Linked DNA regions of Nomascus leucogenys: region 2 is linked to region 1. Evidence: chromatin contacts called from public Hi-C data. All regions are on one chromosome and are shown on one strand. Each heading gives the region's core, a stretch centred on a gene start, on an enhancer-like site or on the middle of the called end of the contact. The rest is flanking DNA. Distances are from core to core; before and after follow the strand shown.

What was found. Hi-C and Micro-C count contacts between places; a contact is called where the count stands out from the background.
Region 2: a contact with region 1 is called in a Hi-C map of a lymphoblastoid cell line, with 7 times the contacts expected there. The contact joins the enhancer-like site here to the promoter of TRIM35 in region 1. A contact is called at or near these places in 2 of 4 Hi-C or Micro-C datasets (a lymphoblastoid cell line and an unstated tissue).

The regions. Positions count from the first base shown.
Region 1 is chr8:32,143,638-32,149,582 of Asia_NLE_v1, reverse strand. TRIM35 (tripartite motif-containing protein 35) reads left to right here and starts at 3,788. Exons shown (of 8, transcript XR_004031306.1): 1 at 3,788-4,300.
Region 2 is chr8:32,408,138-32,413,603 of Asia_NLE_v1, reverse strand. EPHX2 (bifunctional epoxide hydrolase 2) reads right to left here. Exons shown (of 19, transcript XM_030817011.1): 19 at 2,013-2,206. The coding sequence ends at 2,173. Among named protein-coding and RNA genes, the nearest start is that of CLU, 24 kb to the left of the region's middle. Within about 2 kb of position 1,618, the one cell type or tissue checked has an H3K27ac peak away from gene starts, as active enhancers do. A contact at or near this core is called in a lymphoblastoid cell line, where this site is marked.

The sequences.
Region 1 (5,945 bases), core at 2,539-5,038:
ATTCTGAGGAAAAGTGTGGAAGGAAATTGTTAAGAACTTTAAAGGTCTGAGATTTTACCCTACTTGCAAGCTAATGTGTGGGCCAAGGGAAAACATCTCCTTCGCCCCTTGAAGTTTCACTGCAAATCACTGACAAAAAGGTTAAGAAGAGGAAAGGGATAGAAATGTATTTATTTATTTATTTTGAGACAGGGTCTGGCTCTGTCACCTGGGCTGGAGTGCACTGGCACAATCTCAACTCCCTGCCACCTCCCGGATTCAAGCAATTCTCCCACCTCAGCCTCCAGAGTAGCTGGGACTGTTAATGGTGGAGGGTGTCTAGGTTCTTGGCATCTTGAACAAAGAATTGGAAAAAACGCACAAACTAAGCAGGGAAGGCATGAAGGGTTTTATAGAAAATGAAAGTACACTCCACAGTGTGGGAAACGGCCTGAGCACAGGGGCTCAAAGGCCCCACTACAGAACTTTTGGGAGTTTAAATACCCTCTAGAGGACTCCATTGGTTATTTGGGGTACGCCCTATGTAAATGGAGAGGATGAAGTAAAGTTACAAAGTCATTTACTTGGCCTACGCCCTATGGGGAGGATAGTTCCTGTCACAACTGAAGTGTGAATTGGCCTTATGTTCCCTGCCTCCACACCCTATTTTCCTGCCTCAGGCTATAGGCACACACCACCACACACGCGGCTCATTGTATTTTTTGTAGAGACGGGGTTTTGCTGTGTTGCCCAGGCTGGTTTTGAACTTGTGAGTTCAAGGCCTTCTTCGACCTCCCAAAGTGCTGGGGTTACAGGTGTGAGCCACCACCGGCACCTGGCCTCATCTGCCATGCCTGGCCTGATCATAGTTTTATGTGGCATGGGAGCCTTCAGAATGAAGACCTAAAGATACAGGGGAAATGGCTCATTTTCATGCTTAGGTTCAACAAAGTATGAGTAGCTGTGTAGAAATATAATTGGACAAAAGGTTATGAGCTAATGTTAATAAACTGAGTGGGGAACCTAGGCCTGTCTGTCTAGATTTTTCTTGGCCTCTATGAACATGCATTTCTTCCTTCTGGGTATGTTACAGGTAGTTAGGCATGAGCAGGGCAGGAGAGGACTCTACCCTCCCCAATCCCCTCAAGCAAGAATGCCAGGTGATGGTTTCGCAGTTATCACACTGCCTTTTTAAAATGGATAATTTGGCAGATGGGCCAGAGAGAGAGAGACAATTCCCTGATGGTCCACAGCTGTCACACTAAAGTGTTAATTGATGTTAACTGATGTTAAAGCAGGTGCCAGGCATAGGCAATTTCCCAAACAGATAAAAACACTTGAGATTTGTAATCAGCTTCCAATAAAATTTCAGAAATTGGGTGAGTGAGCTTGGGCATGCACATTAAGAGACAAAATAGTGGAGTATGACCTTCCGGGGGCATTCCACTGGAAAAGGGAAGAAAGCCTCAGATGGGCATGTGTACAAATTCCTAAGCACACAGTGCATGCTCACCTCCCAAGCATAAGGAGGGCACTGTGCATTCGGGCAGCTCACACTGAGGGAAGAATGAAGGGAGAGGGCAGCAAGACTCCAGAAGTGGGCCAGCATATGAAGTCCCAGGATCAGGGTTAAATGGCACACTTGTCCCTCAAGTTGCCCGCTTGGGTCTCTTCCAAGTGTACTTTCTTTCCTGTCCTAAAACTTTTTAATAAACTTCCACTCTTACTCTGAAACTTGCCTCAGTTTTTTTTCTGCCTTATGCCCTGTATTGGTCCATTTTCACATTGCTATAAAGAACTGCCTTAGACTGACTGCGTAATTTATAAAGGAAATAGGTTTAATTGACTCACAGTTCCGCATGGCTGGGGAGGCCTCAGAAAACTTACAGTCACAGTGGAAGGTGAAGGGGAAGCATGACACCGCCTTTGCAAGGCTGCGGGAAGGAGAATGAACATAGGAGGAATTACCAAACACTTACAAAACCATCAGATCTCATGAGAACTCACTATCAGGAGAATAGCATGGGGGAAACCACCCCTGTGATTCATTTACCTCCACCTGATCTCTCCGTTGACACGTGGGAATTATGGGGATTACAATTCAAGATGAGATTTGGGGTGGGGACACAGCCAAACTATATCATGCCCCTCAGTCTAATTCTTTCTTCTAAGAAGGCAAGAACTGAGGTTGCTGCAGACCCATACAGATTCACTGCTCTTAACTCAGACACCTTCTACCCCTAACAGGTATGGGGCAGGACCCTCTCGGGAATCGGGCTCTTACGGCCTGCAGTCAAACAAGGTAAGTCAGATAATTTCTTTATGGCCGGTTTTTCCACAGAAAGGCAGAGAGAAAGTTAGAGTAATATTTTAAGGTTTCAAGACTAGCTTTAGGAAAAAGGCGTTCTGGTTTCTATGACCTGCCTTGGGGAAAAGGAATTCTAATTTCTATGGCTATCCTTGGGGAACTGAGAGACAGGAGGGCAGGAAGGCAGAGAAAAATTTCTGCTTTTGAGGCCATTTTGGGGTATTGTTTTCTGAGTTTCAACACTAACAAGTTTGCATGCCAAAATTTCATGAATACTGGTAAAAGATATGAGACTCCTGGGTCAGAGACAAAGGATAATACTAACAGCAATAACAGTAGTCACAGTATTGTCATGGGGCCAGTTTCTGAGCCTTAATTCTTGCACGACTATGTGATGAAGGCAGGTTGCATTATAGCAGAGGGGCCCCAAGTTTAGGAAACTCAAATCTCTTACAATTGGGAATAAGTCTGCCAGATCTTTGGAGAGACAAGAATACTGCCTTCCAGGGCTATTCAATGCAGAAACATCCTTGAAAAGATAGTTGGAAAAAGGCAGTCAGTGCCTCTGCTCTCTCAAGACATGCAGGAACATGACACATGTCTCCCAATAGAAAAGGAATGAAAGTGCATCGTGTGAAAAGTATTCTGCATCCGGAGGCTGTAAAGTGATCAAACTGAAGCAGGAACGAAGATTTGAAGGAACCATCCAGGCCTACTGTACCAGGCAAGAATTGAGCACGAACTCTAGTTATCTCAGCTAAACTTTGCAGAAGTCCTCAATTTCACTGTTTTAATGGACACTTGCCCATTAAAACAGTGCTTGTCATGAGCACTTTCCACATTTATTTCACTTTATCCTCACATTTCATTGAAACAGATATTACAGCCATTGTACTCATGAGTAAATGGACTTTGAAACATGATGACTTGTTCACTTTTTCAACCACAGGACAAGAATCAGGTTTTCTCGGAGCTCTTCTGCCGCCTCCCCTCTCTTGTTTCTCCTTACCGCGGCGGGGCAGAAGAAGACTGGCCAAAATAAGTAAACGACTAATGCAAGAGTGGCATAGGTCCTCAAAAAGGCGCTGCAAACTTAAGTGGTGATTGCACTCACGGTGCTTTAAGACCCAGCCACTACTTCGGAAGCAGGAAGTTGGGATCTCTGGTTTCTCCCATCCGCGGGCCTGAGGTTCCCGGGGATTGGTTACGGAAGAGTCTCCTTTTCCCATTTCCAGCCGGAAGTAGGCTTCCAGTGACACGGAAGCCCTACTGCGCCGCCTGGGAGACCCTTCCGTGCTACCCCGGCCAGGGACCCGCCCGGACCTGAGGAGGCGGGAACTGCGGGCACAAAGGCCCGCCCCACTCTCCCAGGATTTCCCGTACACACCGGAAGTGGGTGGGGCTCCTCCGGCCCTCCTCCCCCTTCCCCCCCGCACGATTGGCCAGCGCCGCTGTCTCTCAGCGTTCTAGGCGAAGGGACTGGGCGATTCCCAGCACTCGGGTCGCGGGCGCTGGCAGCCAGGCGGGTGGGAGGGGCCGGAGCAAAAGTTCCGGGCGCCTGAGCCCGCTGCTCGTGCCATGGAGCGGAGCCCCGACGTGTCCCCCGGGCCTTCCCGCTCCTTCAAGGAGGAGTTGCTCTGCGCAGTCTGCTACGACCCCTTCCGCGACGCAGTGACTCTGCGCTGCGGCCACAACTTCTGCCGCGGGTGTGTGAGCCGCTGCTGGGAGGTGCAGGTGTCGCCCACCTGCCCGGTGTGCAAAGACCGCGCGTCGCCCGCCGACCTGCGCACCAACCACACCCTCAACAACCTGGTGGAGAAGCTGCTACGCGAGGAGGCCGAGGGCGCGCGCTGGACCAGCTACCGCTTCTCGCGCGTCTGCCGCCTGCACCGCGGCCAGCTCAGCCTCTTCTGCCTCGAGGACAAGGAGCTACTGTGCTGCTCCTGCCAGGCCGACCCCCGACACCAGGGGCACCGCGTGCAGCCGGTGAAGGACACTGCCCACGACTTTCGGGTAAGACCAGCGGTTTGCACGAGGCGGCCGAGCCGGGTGTGGAACCCGGAACCCCTTAGCTCTGCGGCTCCCGCCCCTCCTGCCTGCCAGAGCCCAGTGTGCCCGCGTCTCGCTCCCAGCATGCAGGACCCCACCTCTCCGACCCAGGTTCCCAGGGCTGCCTGCTTCTTCAAGGTCGGCCCAGGGGCCCGTGCTGGGAGAAGAGAATGCGAACAGAAAGTGAGAGCTGAGGTTACATGATGTTCCCAAGACAGCGACACTTGCTTCTGAAGGGCCCAGGCCATGCACCCCTTGTGCCAGCCGGGTGTGGCCCAGGTCCCTTTAAGCGGCACGGATGTGGGTGCAGCCCATGAGCCCTGTAGCTTGGCACACTCAGTTTAGAAGTGGAGGAGGAGCCACAGACCTGGCCAGGGGTGTGGAGCCTTAAGATTTCCCCCAAACCAGTCACCTACTTGCCCAGCTGATCCCACGGTTTGTATTATCTGGGGGAGAGGCCTCTGACCCTGGCTGGCTGGCCTGTTCTGGTTTATAAACCAGCATCTCCATACCTAGAGTTCTAGTGGCTATACATAAACCCAGGAGCAATTTACAGGGCAAAACTAACATGGAGAATTCTTCGATACAGGAAGGAAAAATGAACAGAAGATAATGGTTAGCCTAACTCAGCATTTTCCAAAACGTTTAATCTTAGCCCATAGGAAGCAATACATTTTCCCTTGTGACCCAGAACATACGTATCAGTTGAAACAAAACTTTTCTGAACATGTCCGTGGCACTCTGGTATTTTCTGTTACTTCACTTTTTTTTTTTTTTGAGACCTCTGTCGCCCAGGCTAGAGTGCAGTGGCGTGCTCTCAGCTCACTGCAAACTCCGCCTCCCGGGTTCAAGTGATTCTGGTGCCTCAGCCTCCCGAGTAGCTGAGATTACAGGCATGTACCAACATGCCTGGCTAATTTTTTTTTTTTAATTTCTTGTAGAGATAGGGTTTCACCATGTTGGCCAGGCTGGTCTGGAACTCCTGGCCTCAAGTGATCTGCCCTCCTCTGCCTCCCAAACTACTGGGATTACAGGCGTGAGCCACTCTGCCTGGCCTCTGTTACTTTTAAAAATTACCCAGAATGTGAAACATTGAATTTATTTCATCACCTGCCAATGCATGAGTCAGAGCCCCAATTGGGAGAACACTGGGTAGCTGGCGTGAAGCTGCATGGACTGGAGAGGAGGAGCTGCTCGAGTCCCCAGTGCCTGGTCTCTGGGCCCCTCTGCGGCCCTGCCTTCTTTTTTTGCAATACCTTTTTAAATACAGAAGTCTGTTCCACTCCAAATGCATTTGACAAAGTTTAACTGAAGGGGAATGTAAAGATGCTGTCAGTACGCATGTCTCAATGAGTAACCCTATTACTCCTGTCATCTTTTTTGCTTAACGTGGGTCCCTGTCAATGCTTTTCCTGTTTCCACTGGCAGAAGTGGCAGATCCTGATTTGGGACAGCTGGCATAAGTGCTGGCCAGCCTGGGGTCTGGGGCCCAGGTAAAGGAGGGATCATGGTTCAGGTCATGACTGATCCCTATTTGGCTGGCCGAGGTGCTGATCAGGAGATGGGCAGGGGTCAAGGCTGAGAACACCCAGGCACAGCCCTCAGGTTG
Region 2 (5,466 bases), core at 369-2,868, 270 kb before region 1:
TGTCTGGACCTCTCTTAATCTCTGAAAAGCCCTGCCATATGGTGAAGAAAACCAGGGTGGAAACTAAGATACACCAGGCTCAGATATTTAGTGCATCTTTGCTGAGATACTGCCTTGAAATTCTTCCTTTTTACTGACTCAAGGCCCCACCTGGACTTTGGGATGAGGGTACTCATAGGTATTCTTCTGTCTTCCAGTCTTCCATTTTGGAAATAGCTCCCAACTTTGGCCTCATTCTAGTAACCGCAAACTTGGCCGGGCACGGTGGCTCACGACTATAATCCCAGCACTTTGGGAGGCTGAGGCGGGTGGATCACTTGAGGGCAGGAATTCGAGACCAGCCTGACCAACATGGCGAAACCCCGTCTGTACTAAAAATACAAAAATTAGCTGAGCATGGTGGTGGGCGCCTGTGATCCCGGCTGCTTGGGGGGCTGAGGCAGGAGAACTGCTTGAATCCGGGAGGCGTAGGTTGCAGTGAGCCAGGGTCACACCAATGTACTCCAGCCTGGGCGACAGAGTGAGACTTGGTCTCAAAAAACGAAGCTGAGCTGAGCTGAGCTGAGCTGAGGTAAACTATAAACTAAACTAAACTAAACTGAACTAAACTACTAAACTAAACTGTAACCGCAGACCTAAACTAAACTAAACTAAACTGAACTAAACTACTAAACTGTAACCGCAGACCTAAACTAAACTAAACTAAACTGAACTAAACTACTAAACTGTAACCGCAGACCTAAACTAAACTAAACTGAACTAAACTACTAAACTAAACTAAACTGTAACCGCAGACCTAAGGATAAGACCTTTCTCGCAGGGGACTCGGAGGCATCCCTTCCGGTTTGAAACCAAATGTCTGTCCTGTAGCGAACTCTTCCTTTTCGGTAACTCTCCTGGTGCCTCTCTGGGGGTCCGCTCCCGTCTCCGTGCCATTCCTCAATTACTTTAGCGTGGGACTAGCAGGCTGTGCAGGGCTGAGGTCGGAGACCAGGGCTTGGTGTCCTCCTGTGTGCCTCGCCTGGGTTCAGACAGCTGCCACCTGGGGCCACCTGAATACCCCCTCCCCGCGCAGGGGCTGACAGGATGCTAACCCTGTGAAGGCCCAGAGTGAGATTCCTTCAGCTGAGCTGTGTCCCTAGGGATGGGGGCTTCACTGGCCCCTCTCCCCCAGTCAGCCCGACCTACCTTCCTTAGGTCACAAAGCCTCATCTTACCCCGGGGCCCCTCCCATGTAGGTGGCCAGGTTGGCTCTGCCGATGTTGGGCTATCCCCACCCAACCCCCACTAGTGAAGCGAGGTGGCATCTGTCTTCAATTCTCTTTGTATTTTTGGGGGGGCTTTCTGAGTGGTGGTCAGGTGCTGTATCCCCTGGGACGCTCAGAGCTCACCCGGACCCCTCCCTTTCTCGGCCCTGCACCTGAGGAGTGTGGGGCCAGGTGGCGGCCTGGAGGGGAGAAGCTGCCGGACAGCCACTCACTCTACATGGTGAGATTTGCGCATGCCCTGTTGGCAGGCGAACTCTCACCTCAAATTCAGCTTTGAGAGCCGCTCACGGCCAACAGCCTCAGTGCTGTGCTGTGGTTGAGTTTCACGCTAGCCAGGGAGGCGCCGTTCCCCATCCTTCCACGCGATTGCAACTTCTTGGACGCTGCGGGCAGAAGCCGGGTCACGCGCACGGACTCCCAGCCTGTCCGCTACGCGTTCCCGTTTCCTGAGCTGGGGAGGGCTTTGGCCACAAGGGGGCAGCGCGGGCTCACGGGGCCTTGGGCTTAGATGGAGACGGCAGCGCTGGGAGAAACGAGGACCTGGAAACTAGGAAAGGAAGCGGCCTGAGGACGGGGAGGCACGTGGATCGCATCAGCGATGCCCCTCAGCGCCCAACCTTGGGGCTCTGTGCACGCCGCTCCATATCAAAAGATCTCTGCAAGGAGAATTATCGGGAAAGACGATCTCAAGCACCAAAAAATCCCACATCAAAGAAAGACTATCATATGCATCTAAAAGCTGAACCGAAAGGTGCATTGGTTCTGGAAAGTCTATTTCTAGAACATTCGATTGCTTTAGGCTTCTAGAAATTGAAGTTTTACTGAGCCTCAGGGTTTCAGGCTTAATTCACTGTGCTGTGCGTCCCTACTGTCTTCACTACTTCCATCGGGTTGGTGTGCGGGGTCAGAAGTCCGCGGAACAGGTGTGACACTCCTTCCTAGAGCAGAAATATTAGGGAAAATGATTTTGAAAATAAAACACTACTTAAAAATGGAAAACACAATTATATAATGGAATAAAATGCAAAATTCATAGACGTTTATAAATTAAAATATAAGCTATAGAAAACACACGGCTACCAGGCGCTCTTTGATGGAGAAGTGTGAAGACGCTGCCTTTCCTAACTTGCTGTGTGACACTGGACAAGTTTCATCACTTCTCTGAGCCTTGGTTTCCTCATTTGCAGAACATCAGGGTGATTTGGACTTGATGATTTTGAAAGCCTGCTGTGCTTTTGTTTTTATTAACTTCACCAATCCATTTCTTTTCTTATGTATCAGTCAGGGTTCTTCAGAGAAACAGAACCAATATATATTTTTATTAAGAGAGTTATTTCTAGGAATTAGCTCACATAATCTTGCAAGCCCGAAATCCGTCGGGCAGCCCCAAAGACTGGAAACTCAGACTGAGTTATTGCTGTGGTCTTGAGGAAGAATTTCATCTTCTCCTGAAAACCTAGATTTTTGAGTTTAAGGCCTTTTAACTGATTTCACGGGATCCACCCACAGTATCAAGGATAATTTATTTTACTTAAAGTCAACTGATTGTTAACCACATCTACAAAATATCTTCACAGCAACACGGAGATGTGTGTTTGATTAAATAACTTGGTACTGTAGCCTGGTAAGTTGACACAGAAAACTAACTGTTACACACCTCCCAGCCACCCGGCTTCATGAGGGATGACCTGGGTAGCGCTCCAAAGGCCTCTGCACTCAGTTTAATGCCCTGCTGTCACTCTCTTGAAATTCTTAAACATTTTGGAACGAGGGCTTCTCCATTTTTATTTTGCACTGGGCAGGCCTGCAAATTATGTAGCCAGTCCTACTGCCCCAAAAGAAATAGAGAAATATATAGAAATATACAGAACCTAAGTTTTACCATTGTGACCACTTTAAGTGTACAGTTCAAGGGCTTTAAGTTCCTTACAATTATTGCACGACCATCACTCCCATCCCTCTCCAGAAAACGTTTTCATCTTCCCTAACTGAAGCTCTGTACCCATTAAACACTAACTCCTCTTTCCCCACCACCTCCAGCCTGTGGGAACCACTATTTACTTTGCTTCTGAATTTGACTCTTCTAGATACCCCATATAAATGGAATCACACAGTATTTGTCCTTTTGTGTCTGGTTTATTTCAAGAGCACGATGTCCTCAAAGTTCATTTTGTTATTGTATGTGTCAGAATTTCTCTCCTTTTAAAGCCTGAATAATACTATTGTATGAATATACCTTATTTTGTTCCTCCATTTGTCTGTTGATAGACATTTGACTATTGTAAATAATGCTGTTATAAAGATAGGTGTACAAACACCTCTTTGAGATCCTGCTTTGAATTATTTTGAGTATATACCCAGAAATAGAATTTCTGGATCATATGGGATTGCTATGTTTAATTTTTTGAGGAACCACCATGCCATTTTCTGCAGTGGCTGTTCCATTCTACACTTCTGCTACATTTCTATTACATTTGTGCTTTGAGGGAACCCCCAAAGCAAAAGAGTTCCAGTTTCTCCGTATCCTCACCAGACACTTGTTAGTTTCTGGTTTTTGTTTTTTTATTTAATTGATTCTAAGGGGTGTGGTCTCTCACTGTAGTTTGATTTGCATTTCCCTAATGACTAGTGATGTTGAGCATCTTTTCATGTGGTTTTTAAATATCATTTGTTTACATTCTTTGGAGAAATGTCTATTTTGAATCTTTTGCCCACTTTTTTGATTGGGTCATTTGTATTTTCATTGGCGAATTGTAGGAATTCTCAGTGTATTTTGGATATGAATCCCTCATGAGATAAATGATTAAAATATGCATTGCTTGAGGGTAGGAGCCTACCTTAAGGTTCTTTTCATTCCCCTCAAGCACTTGTTGCATGGCCTATGATCAAGGAATGCACTCCATGAAGTCTGCAAGGCATGGTAGGTCGGAGGCAAATTGAAACGAGGTTTGAAAAAAGGGATACGAAAAGCATTTTCTAGGCAAGTCCAAGACTGGTTACCCTAGGAGGGAAGCCTCCTGGGGTAATCAGTGAGGCTCGTGCTCCCAAAGAATAATCTTGGAGGTGCAGAAGAGGAGACAGGGAGGCAATCAATTCTTGGTCTTTATTAAGAAGAAGGTGAGAAGAGTCCCATTCCCCAAACACCCCCGAAATAGACATGCTGCTGGTCAGGCTATGGGAGGGCTGATGTCCAGGCAGACCCTGCTAGGAGAGGGCAGCTCCGGGCGAGTGGGCTCTCACCTGAGCACCTGAGAGACCCTCAAGGGTGAGAGATATCAGAGCAGGGTGCACACCACCCCTGTGCCACATTTGCCAAGGAGCCCCCTTCCAAAGAGGGCTGGAGAGGGAACCCCCAAGGCTACAGACCCTGCAAATTTTACTTTCACACCCAGGTGGAATCTGTGAGTGACTGAACCCCTGACCTCCTAGATAAACAAAACACATCAGGGCTCCTCTTTCTCCTGGGAAAACAGGATGTGGTAATTGCAGGTGATTGCAGGATGGGGTGCCTGTTGAAGATGTAAACAGGGATGTGAGTGCTGGGCCACCTCCAGCTGCGGGGATTGGGAGGATAAAGGGGGCCCCTATCCAGGACCTAGTTCATCACCGTGGGGTTGGCAGGGGACATCTGCTCCCCCATCATTGGGCCAATGGGATGCTGGGGCTCCACCCTCATCAAGGGAGGCCTGGGGAGAGGCATGAGGGTGGCTTGTTTTCTGCTCTGACTTCAGTAGGACACCTTTCTCCAAATACAAATTTAGGAACATCCCAGTGGGTTCTAGCTTTTCTCAGATGGCACAGAACTTTGGGAAGGCAGGATGCATTTTCTCAAAGTTCTTTGAGGTAGAGTGTGGCACCTGTAGAAGCAACCAGGTGCAACGGGCCTGGTCCCAGGGTTGATATGTAAGCAGGGCTGCAAACCAGGCACACCTGTGTCCAGGAGCCTCCATGTGTGGCACTAGTACCCTGAGATAAACGTGTGCACCACACACACACACACACACACAATGTAGAGATCCCGATAGAATGGAGGAGCGTTTGGACAGTAAAGAAGGGGGATGTTAAAACGCAGCATTGACCTCCCTATTTCTATTGCAACCAGCAGTGTGATACATAATGGAGGAGGCTCTGGCCCCATTTCCACTGCTAATTAATATGTAAGTCCTGTCGCCTCTGAGAGACCTTCACTTTTCTATCT